Linked DNA regions of Mus musculus: region 2 is linked to region 1. The links are chromatin contacts, called in public HiChIP or PLAC-seq maps. All regions are on one chromosome and are shown on one strand. Each heading gives the region's core, a stretch centred on a gene start, on an enhancer-like site or on the middle of the called end of the contact. The rest is flanking DNA. Distances are from core to core; before and after follow the strand shown. Region 1 overlaps Dlgap1 (DLG associated protein 1). Region 2 overlaps Emilin2 (elastin microfibril interfacer 2).

What was found. HiChIP or PLAC-seq counts read pairs in DNA pulled down with a chosen protein or histone mark.
Region 2: a contact with region 1 is called in a CTCF HiChIP or PLAC-seq map of the NIH/3T3 cell line, with 5 read pairs. The contact joins two enhancer-like sites.

Annotation. Positions count from the first base shown.
Region 1 is chr17:70,735,902-70,741,048 of GRCm38.p6, reverse strand. All of the region lies in intron 6 of Dlgap1 (DLG associated protein 1), which reads right to left. Among named protein-coding and RNA genes, the nearest start is that of Gm36746, 21 kb to the right of the region's middle. Within about 2 kb of position 2,723, at least 213 of the 459 cell types and tissues checked have an H3K27ac peak or open chromatin away from gene starts, as enhancers often do. A contact at or near this core is called in the NIH/3T3 cell line, where this site is marked.
Region 2 is chr17:71,287,920-71,293,066 of GRCm38.p6, reverse strand. The region is part of intron 2 of Emilin2 (elastin microfibril interfacer 2); the gene reads left to right. Among named protein-coding and RNA genes, the nearest start is that of Emilin2, 21 kb to the left of the region's middle. Within about 2 kb of position 2,351, at least 38 of the 459 cell types and tissues checked have an H3K27ac peak or open chromatin away from gene starts, as enhancers often do. A contact at or near this core is called in the NIH/3T3 cell line, where this site is marked.

The sequences.
Region 1 (5,147 bases), core at 1,474-3,973:
AAAAAACGCTATACATAACATGAGGCTTACAACATTAGCCATTTGGAATTGTGCAGGTCAGTTATGTCTTAAGTACATCTACACTGTCGTTCATCCATCACTATCTCTTTCCAGAACTTTCTTCATTGGAAAACCAAAATTGTGTATCTATTAACACGACTTAGGCTTAGGATGTAGCTCAGTAGTAGAGTCAGTCTGTGAGGCCTTGGATTCAGTCCCCAGCATAAATCAACAGGTAGATGAACCTTTCCTCATTTTTCTTCTCTTCAGTCCCTGACAATGACTATTCTCCTCTGGTCTATGCATTTGGTTACTCTAGGTTCTTCACATACACAGAATCATATCGTGTTGATACAGGGGAAATTGGGGACCCCACTTGGGGGTTCTTAGTCTCATTAATAAAAGAATTTAAGAATGGATTCAGCCAGGCGGTGGTCGCGCACGCCTTTAATCCCAGCACTTGGGAGGCTAAGGCAGGCAGATTTCTGAGTTCGAGGCCAGCTTGGTCTACAGAGTGAGTTCCAGGACAGCCAGGGCTATACAGAGAAACCCTGTCTCGACAAAAACAAAAACAAAAACAAAAACAAAAACAAAAAAACCCAAAAAGCAAAGAGAGAGAGAGAGAGAGAGAAGAGGTAGAATTTCCCAAATAATTCAGAAGGGTTACAAGCTATAAGCCTGAGATGCTGCAGCCCTGTGGCCAGCAAGCTACTGCCCTAGGGGTGGGGACTCTGGAGAGAAAAGCACAGCATCTTATTAAAGGACTAATTATTCGACCTCTCTCTCTAGCGTGGTTTAAGGTGAGGCTGCTTTCCTAGGGATGCTCCTTTGGCCCAGTGAAGGATCTGGCCCAGTTGGAAGGTTGGATTATTACGCAGTCTATAGATTCTATTCCCTTTACAAAGATTTTTTTTTTTTTTTTTTTTTTTTACTGTAACATTATCTGTCCCCTTCTGTGACTGGATTACTTTAGTTACACCCACTTGTCCATCTATCCATCCATCCATCTGTATATCTATATACATACACAAGTACACATGTGCACAAATATAGGCTAATAATAAATACACATCATATCTACAGATTCATCGATATAAATTAAGTATGTTTATATATGGTCAGGCAGAAGGGATACATTCACTCTCGACTTTTCCCTCTCCCTGTTGCCTGCAGCAACCCTTCCCTGGCTGGTTGGAAATATTACACACCCACTTTTTCTTTTAAAGAATTATTTATTTATTTTATGTATATGAGTACACTGTCGCTGTCCTCAGACACCCCAGAAGAGGGCATTGGATCCCATGACAGATGGTTGTGAGCCATCGTGTGGTTTCTGGGAATTGAACTCAGGACCTCTGGAAGAGCAGTCAGTGCTGCTCTTAACCGCTGAGCCATCTCTCCAGCCCACACACTCACTTCCAGCACACACATGAGGTCATTCCTCCAGCCCAGCTTGAATCACACAGACACTGATTAGAATGTTGGCACTAACTAGCTGCATCAAGTCAGCTGGGTAATCAGAGGCGCATGGGCTCTCAACTGCCCGATGTCAGTGTTGAAGGTGCTGCCCTGATGGAATCTTGAGGTTTAAACAAAGACCGTGTACAGGAAAGGCTAACACCACATAAGAAGCCACAGTTACGAGTCTTCTTGTTTATATCTGCTGACATCAGTCCTTATTTCCCAAGCTTTGTTTGCATTCATGATCCCTATAGATGCATACTTTCATATACATAAGGAACCTCTCTCTCTCTCTCTTCCCCTCCCTTTATCTTTTCTGTGATGCTGAGCTCCGAAAACCTTGCACATGCTGGGCAAATGCTCTACTACGGAGGAGTCACACCTCCCAACCCTAGAGACTCTTCTGTTCACACATCCATGAAGAAACTCAGTATTTTTTTGTTTTGTTTTTGTTTTTTTGAGACAGGGTTTCTCTTTGTAGCCCTGGCTGTCCTGGAACTCACTCTGTAGACCAGGCTGGCCTTGCCTGCCTCTGCTGGGAGCGCCACCACGCCCGGCGAAGAAACTCAGTATTAGCAGCACCTAAAATACATCAGGGCTGGCAATGCAGTCTATATGCTTGCTTAGCATGCGAAAGGCCCCGGTCTCCATTCTATCACGTGAAGAAAAATAGGGTTGAGGTGGCTTCCACCTTCTGCAGCTTTCTCAGTAAGGTGGGGTGGCGCTGGACCCGACTGAGTGATGGATGGGTCTCCTCACTGCTTCCAATCCTCTGACGACCCTTGGGTGGTACCTTTCCTCTCTCCACCCCAGCTGGGCCTCCACATCACCCTGACAGCTGCTGCTGCCACATTCCAGGGCTCCAGCAGCGGAAGTAAGGCAGGCTGAGCAGTCTTTCTGGGTGAGTGACAGGGTTTGAAATGAGATTAACCGAATGCCAGGGTTGGGGAAAACAGCTTTTCCCTGAGTCACCTCTGTCCCACCTTCCTCATGACACACAACTGTTGGTCTGAGTGGTAGGGCGTCAGCTTTGGGCCGCGAGACAGTGGGCTCTTGTGCTATGCGAGCCAGCCTATACCGGCTGTGAGTCCTTGACTCGGGGTGGGGATGGGGGGTGGGGGGTGGTTCAGCCTGGCATGTGTATCTTTATACGAGTCACTCGGCTTCTCTGCCCCCTAGTGGCGGACGAGGGTCACTCCAGCTTCCCTGTTGCTGTTGCAGGGTTTTTCCTCAACCACCACGTGACAAGGACAGCATTCCAGGAAACCGGAAGGGCTGGGCTGGCCTCTGGGATTTCAAAGTTGACTGCTCTGCCCACCTGGCAGGTTCTATCCTGCTGCGTCATATTTCCTGAGCTATAAGGCCATTTTTGCAGGATACTCACCATCCACCTCTCACGGGCTACCTCCTCTGTTCTACAAGCCCATCCATTTTTCCCTGAAGAACTTTTACGCCTTAGGCGTCATCTCATCCACAGTTAGAGATCAGAGGGGACTAACAGGTATAAAGGAGTTTTCCTGCACGTTTCCGATTCCTCTAACTCAGTGGTTCCCAACATGTGTGTCGAGATCCCTTTGGGGTTAGAATAAGAAGTAGGAAAACAGATGTTTACATCATGATTCATCACAGTAGCAAATTCACAGTTACAAAGTAGCAACAGAAATAATCTTTGGGTTGGGAGCCACAGCAACACGAGGAACTGTTTTAAAGGGTGGACGCTTTACGAAGATTGAGGGTCACTACCTTAACTAGAGGGAGAGATGGGTCACCTCACCCCAGGTTACCTCAGGAGAAAAAGAATTCAACTACTAAGAAACATAAATTCCCTCCCACACATGTAGCTTTCCCCGCACCCCGTGCCCCCTTCCTGTTCTAAAAGCCAAAACAAATGGTCCTCGGGGATGCTCACAGAAGGAAACTCCACCTACCACTCACAGCACAAAAGGGAAAACCAGCCAGGAGCCTCTGGCTGTGAAGTGTGGGCAAAGCGCCTCTGCTCCCCCTGCTGAGACCATGAGGTAATGTCTGTGGGAAGTCCCAGTTCTCATCCCTGTCTCCCGAGCAGAGAGCTCCATACCCTGCTGCTTAGTTGTACAGCACCCCATTATCACATGCTCATCCAATTTATGACTACTAACGTCTCTTCAGGCTGGGCATCATAGCTCCTGCCTGTAATATCACCATTTAAGAAGCTGAGCAGGAGGATCAAAATAAGTTCATGGTTATATAGTGTGTTCTGAGCCTGTCTGTTCTCTCTCTCTCTAATATACATATATATGTATATATATAAACACACATATGTATAAACATATATTGTACAAGGAGCTACCATGCTCCACCAATTTGCTCTTGTGCAGCTGAGTGGCGTTTTCTTTTGCAGTGTCTACCATTGGTTGGTGGGTATGTGCTTGTGAGTGTGTTGGGTGGAGTGGCTGGGGAATGGTGGAAAGAAGTGGTGTTCCAGCTGAGGCACTTGGCCCAGGTGACGCTCACTGCTTCCTGTGCGCCAGCTTCTTCAGGACAGCGACCTTCAACGATCTGCTCTCTGCTCCACGGAGAAGCAAAGCCTCCAAGTCAGTCATTGCCGACAGAGACAAACTGTGTTCCAGGCGATTAGGTTTGGTTAAGCCTTCGCAGTAGAAAGTGTCTGGCTTTAAGCTCGTTATGGTAGAGGCTTCTAATATTTATTAGGGACACTAGGTAGGTTTGCATTGGGATAGAACAGTGGTTCTCAACCTGCTTAATGCTTAATTAAACCTTTAATACCGTTTCTCAAGTTGCAGTGACTCCCAACTATAAAATTATTTTGTTGCAACTTCACAACTGTAGTCTTGCTATTGTTATGGTGCACAATGTAAATAAACATCTGATATGTGACCTCTGTGAGGGTCACAACCAAAGGACCACTGGCAGAGAGAGTGCTATAGGGAGATGTTCATTTTTAGGTCATGGAGGTGTTTGTATGACTTGGCAATTGATACACACACACATACACACACACACACACACACACACACACACATATACACATATACATACACATATATGAAATCATATACTTTAAGCACTTTTTTTTTGTTTTTGTTTTTTTCGAGACAGGGTTTCTCTGTATAGCCCTGGCTGTCCTGGAACTTACTTTGTAGACCAGGCTGGCCTCGAACTCAGAAATCCGCCTGCCTCTGCCTCCCGAGTGCTGGGATTAAAGGCGTGCGCCACCACGCCCGGCTATTCTATAATATTCTTTTTTTAAAAAAATATCTATTTATTTATTATATGTGAGTACACTGTAGCTGTCTTTAGACACTCCAGAAAAGGGCATCAAATCTCTTTACAGATGGTTGTGAGCCACCATGTGGTTGCTGGGATTTGAACTCAGGACCTTCTGAAGAGCAGTCAGTGCTCTTACCGGCTGAGCCATCTCTCCAGCCTTATAATATTCTTAAATAACAATTACAGAAAGGTCATTTTATAACTACTTTCCAGGCCAAGGTACAGAATGGGTCAGCATCCCAGAAGTCCCATCAGTTCATGTCCCCTGCTATGGCTTAGATAAGTGTTCCTGTCCTGGCTCGTTTAATGTCAGTTTGACTCAGGCTAGAGTCACCTGAAAGGGAGCGCGTCAATAGGGAAAAATGCCTCCATAAGATCCAGGGATCGGGCATTTTCTTAATTAGTGACTGATGTGG
Region 2 (5,147 bases), core at 1,102-3,601, 550 kb before region 1:
GGGTGTGGCAGTACATGCCTGTTATCTGAGTGCTTGGGAAGCAGAGACAGGGGGATTGCCACCTATTTGAGGTCATCTTCATCTGCGTAGACAAGCCAGTGCCAAATAGTGAGACCCCACTCCACTCCCTACTGTCCCTAGAAAATGAGTGAATTAGAACGTGAAGGGAGAGCCCAGGGCTGGGGCCAAGCTATTCTGAATGTTTACTGACACACTCACTGGCCAGCCCTTTATTAAGGGTCTTAAAGAGAAAGGACCTGCGTCCTTGCAAGGGAGGGAGCAGCTTTAGGATGACGTCGTGGTTACAGCTTGACTTTTAGCGTGTACACATTGGACAGTGTCTCACTATGGAAGCCCATGCTAACCAAGAACTCTCCATTCCCTGTCTACCCCGTGCTGGGATCACGGGCGTGTATCACTACACTGAGCTTCCAACACTGGTTTTAGCACAAGACACTTTGCCTGTTCGCCTTGCTCAGCACTGGAGACCTGGGACTTAACATCATCATGTGATCAACTGAATCCGTTATTATGGAAGGAACCTGTACTTAAGATTTTATAGCAAGCGTGTTTACTTGCACAGCAAATCTGCTGTATAGAAGCTCTGTCAGCTATTATTATCTAATGCTTTTCATATCTGGGAGACACAAGAGGGGTAAATACGAGTCTCAGTTTATGTTTGTGGTGACAGTTGTCTTGGTTGCTCTTGGCTGTTTGGCTTTCAATCATCAGGTATAGTGTTAATTGGAACAGCTTCATGGTGTGTTGAGCCTCCTGGGTTCTTGGTTGTTCTCAGAACCACAATGGGTTGGCTTAGAGATGGGTCCCCATGCCTTCTAAGTCTCTAACAAAAATCTAGTCCTGTGAGTCCACACTAGAGTGACGGTTTGAAGATTAGAACACCAATGATGTACAACGTATATACATTCTTGGACTTCGATGTCACGCTGCAGTAAATCTTGGGGAAAGCATTCTTTACTTCCTGTTTTTGCCATGGGGCCTCCCCATCTCCTGTCCCACTAAGAGCTTATGTACAATTATACTTTTTAATATGTGTGTGTAGGTCTATGTGCCCATGTGTTCACATGACCGTGGGTACACATATATGTTATGGCCAAAGGTGGATAGATCTTAGAGATTACTCTTCTATTGTTTTCTACTTTTAAAAAAACATAGAGAGCCTTTCATTGAACTTGATTGGATAGACAGGCCAGCAATCCTCAGAAATCCCCATATCTTGGGTTTCATAGCACTGGGATTAGAGGTGTGTGCTATAACACCAGATTTTTAATAATCTGGGTGCTGGAAATCTGAGCTTGGGGCCTTCACTCTTGCATGTCCAGTACTTTACTGACCCAACTATTTTCCTAGCCCCAATTCTTTCTTTATCTTGGTGAGCAGTGCCCTCCACTCTTAATGCTTGTTACATATTTAGAACTTGGCGTGGGGGTTGGGCAATGGCAGCATTCTTCCAATAGAGAAAGCCTGCTCTCTTAGCAGAGCACCGGTGAGTGAGAATGGCTTCCATCACTGTGTTATTCAAGGACTCCGAGGCTGTAAGAGGTGCAAACTTTTTTTTTAATTGAATATTTTATTTATTTACATTTCAACTGTTATCCCTTTCCCGGTTTCTCCACCGGGAACCCTCTATCATATCCTCTCTACCCCTGCTTCTATGAAGGTGCTCCCCCACGCACCCATGCACTCCTGCCTCACCATCCTAGCATTCCCCTATACTGGGGTATCTAGCCTTCACAGGACTAAGAGCCTCCCTTCCCATTGATGTCAGATAAGGCCAGCCTCTGCTACACATGCAGCTGGAGCCATGGGTCTTTGGTTGGTGGTTTAGTCCCTGGGAGCTCTGGGGGTGTCTGGTCAGTTGATAATGTTGTTCTTCCTATGAGGTTGCAAACCCCTTCAGCTCCTTCAGTCATTTTCCTAACTCCTCGGTTGGGGACCCTGTGCTCAGTCCAATGGTTGGCTACAAGCATCTGCATCTGTATCTGTCAGGCTCTGGCAGAGCCTCTCAGGGGAAAGCTATATCAGGCTCCTGTCAGCAAGCACTTCTTGGCATCAGCAAAGCAGCAGGGTTTGGTGTCTGGAGATAGGTGCAAACTTCTTATTTCGGATGCTTTTATCCTTCCCCCAGTGTGACCATAGCTTAGAGAACAGTGTCCCTGTGTTTCAGATGATGACGATTTTAAAGTGAGCATGGGTTGGTACAACAGAAGAACCTCTTCTTATATCCATGGAGAAGTTTCTTCAGTCTCTACGTTTTCCATTTCTGAGGGATTGCAATCTTGTTATGGGTGTGGCCTAAAGGCTTGCCACAGTCCAGAGACTTTGTGGAAAGGCCTGGAGTTAATTAGTGGCTGGATGGCACAGCCAAATTTGTATAGTATCCACCACTCCAAAGTGGTTTGAGAACATGGTTGGGAGTGCAGATGAATGGAGGCGCACTGAACTTTGAAACGGGAGGACAGAGGTTGCAAAGCCTCCTCTGAGCTGAGTGAAGGAGAGCTGTAGACTTATAGTGTTTTGTTTTGTTTTGTTTTGTAGGAGTGTCCAGACAATTCAAAAAGAAAGGGAGTGATCAAAATAGAGGTCTTAGGTTGTCAAGATGACTTAGTGGGTGAAGGTAATTGCCACTGAGGGAAGAGTTTGGTACCTGGACCCTACATGGTGGAGAGTGAGAACCACCTTGTGCAAGTTGTCCTTTGACCTACATACATTTTAGTGTACATGAATTCACACACACACACATACACATACAGACACACACAGAAACACAGAGAAACACAGACACACACACACACAGACACACAGGCACAGACACACAGACACACAGACATACAGGCACAGACACACAGACACCTATGCACATACAGACACACAGATGCACAACACACACACACATAGACACACAGATACCCAGACACACACAGACACACACAGACATACAGACACACACACACACCTAGAAATTAGATTCTTCTTCAGTAGCTCTGAGAAGAAAGGCTGGCTCACAGACCCAGGCCAGCAGATGTTCTCATGGTCCACACTGTGGGAACACAAGGATGAGTTCATTAGGGAGTGGAGGGGAGCTGGTTTCTCTGTGATTTCTGCTGCTAGGAATGTGGAAACAGAGTAGAGGAATGAGAACCGAAGCCGTACATATGGGAAGAACAGCCTACAACAGAGATGGGCCTCCCATAGAGAGCTCTTATTTAAAACCATGTGAGCTGGCTCACGCTCAGACTCCCTTTTCTTTCCCAACACCCAGTGACTTGATCTGGGGATGTACTTCTCAGAGCTAAGAATGCGGCCTCCTTGGAACACAGCCTTAATCTATGGTTGATGGGCTGGATGCGGCCAGCACCAGATAACCTCGACTGAGTTGCTCAGAAGGCAGGTCCCATGCATGAGCTAACCCAAGAATAACAGCTCCATTATCTGCTGTAGCTGAGTTGGGGAGGGCTTGACACTGAGTTTTCTTTAATCCTTTCTTTAGGAATGAAGACTTCTTTTTTTTTTTTTCTCCAGGATAATTATAAATTGTGTGGGGAAACCTACTCATTACTCTGTATGATCAAGGCAAAAGACTGAGTGGGTTTTGAAACCTAACTTGCCCCTAAGTGTGTAAGGAAATTAACTCAAGAGGAAATAACAAAGCCATCAACTTATAATCAGGCTCTCCCCCAACAACTGTCTCCCCATTCCAAGAACCAGAACGCCCTTTCTGGAAGGGTGTTTTCATTCTGAACGCATTGCTTTGATCTAGGATCTGTTACCTTGTAACAACTTTAATCAAGACTCATTAACCTGACGTTTAGATTCATATAGTCATTTCAGATTAAAAAAAAAAAAAAAGTCATGGCCTAAGCATTCTGGCTTTTTAAAGTTTAGGGGAATTTTCCTAAAGAGCCGAGCTACATGTTTCACACTTCTTTGTCTCCAGGCCAGATTCTCCATGTGGTGATCCAATTAAAACTGTGTGATGCAGCAGAAAAGGATGGGAAGGTGGACTCTGAGTTTGTGTTTTAAGCTGTAAGGAGGACCTTGGCTTGGAATGGAGCCATAAGAGGGATCTAGGGACCGGAGTCCATCTCCTGACGTTGCATAGACCACGTTTAGAGATGGCCATGTGTAAAATGACCATTTTGACTTTCAGTCAGACACGAGATTCAAGTGGGAAGTATTTTAAAATTCCAGCATTTTGCCGGGCAGTGGTGGTGCACGCCTTTAATCCCAGCACTTGGGAGGCAGAGGCAGGAGGATTTCTGAGTTCGAGGCCAGCCTGCTCTACAGAGTGAGTTCCAGGACAGCTGGGGCTACACAGAGAAACCCTGTCTTGAAAAACCAAAAAGAAAAAAAAATTCCAACATTTCAGTGTTGAAATCACTTTCAACTCCATGGCCCTCACTGCCTGACTGCATTTGTTTTTGGCAGAGGGTCAATAAACAGAAAAAGTACATTTATTTAGTCATTCACTGACAAAAAAAAAAAAAAAAATCCCACAAAAAATAGGAAAAGCATGTCTGTGGTTCCTAAAAAATTAGTCTACCGTCTTGTCAGTTTCTCAAGGAGACCAAGTTTGTTGAAGTGAATTGCTTGTAAAACGGGAAGGAAATTCAGACACGCCCTGCAACATGCAAGACCCGCTAGGGTGTGAAAAGGGCTAGATGAAAAGACAAGTGCTTTAATGGTGTGTTCACGAGGCACCGGGAGCCATTGAATTCTCAGAGGAAGTGATGAACCACAGAGGTTAGACGTGTCAGGGAGTACGTGTTCGGTGACTATAGGGTTTTCATTTGGGAAGTTAGGGAGATTAACGTCACCCACAGACCTACAGACCTGATCCTATGATAATGGTCACGATGGGCTGGGTGGGGTCAGAGGTGGGACATTTACTAGGATATACAGTGTTCTGGGTTTGAATCCGAACTAATAAATATATAGATATATAAGTAAATGCTAAGGTGCTAAATGTTATATTGTATGTATTTTACTGCCATTTTATTCTGAAAAGTAAGTCACAGGCTGGGACCTGGATCAGTCGGCAGTGCTGGCTTAGCACGCACAAGGACCTGAGTTCAACGCCCCAGTACTCCTTACGATTAGGCGTGGTGGTATATGCTTGCGGTCCC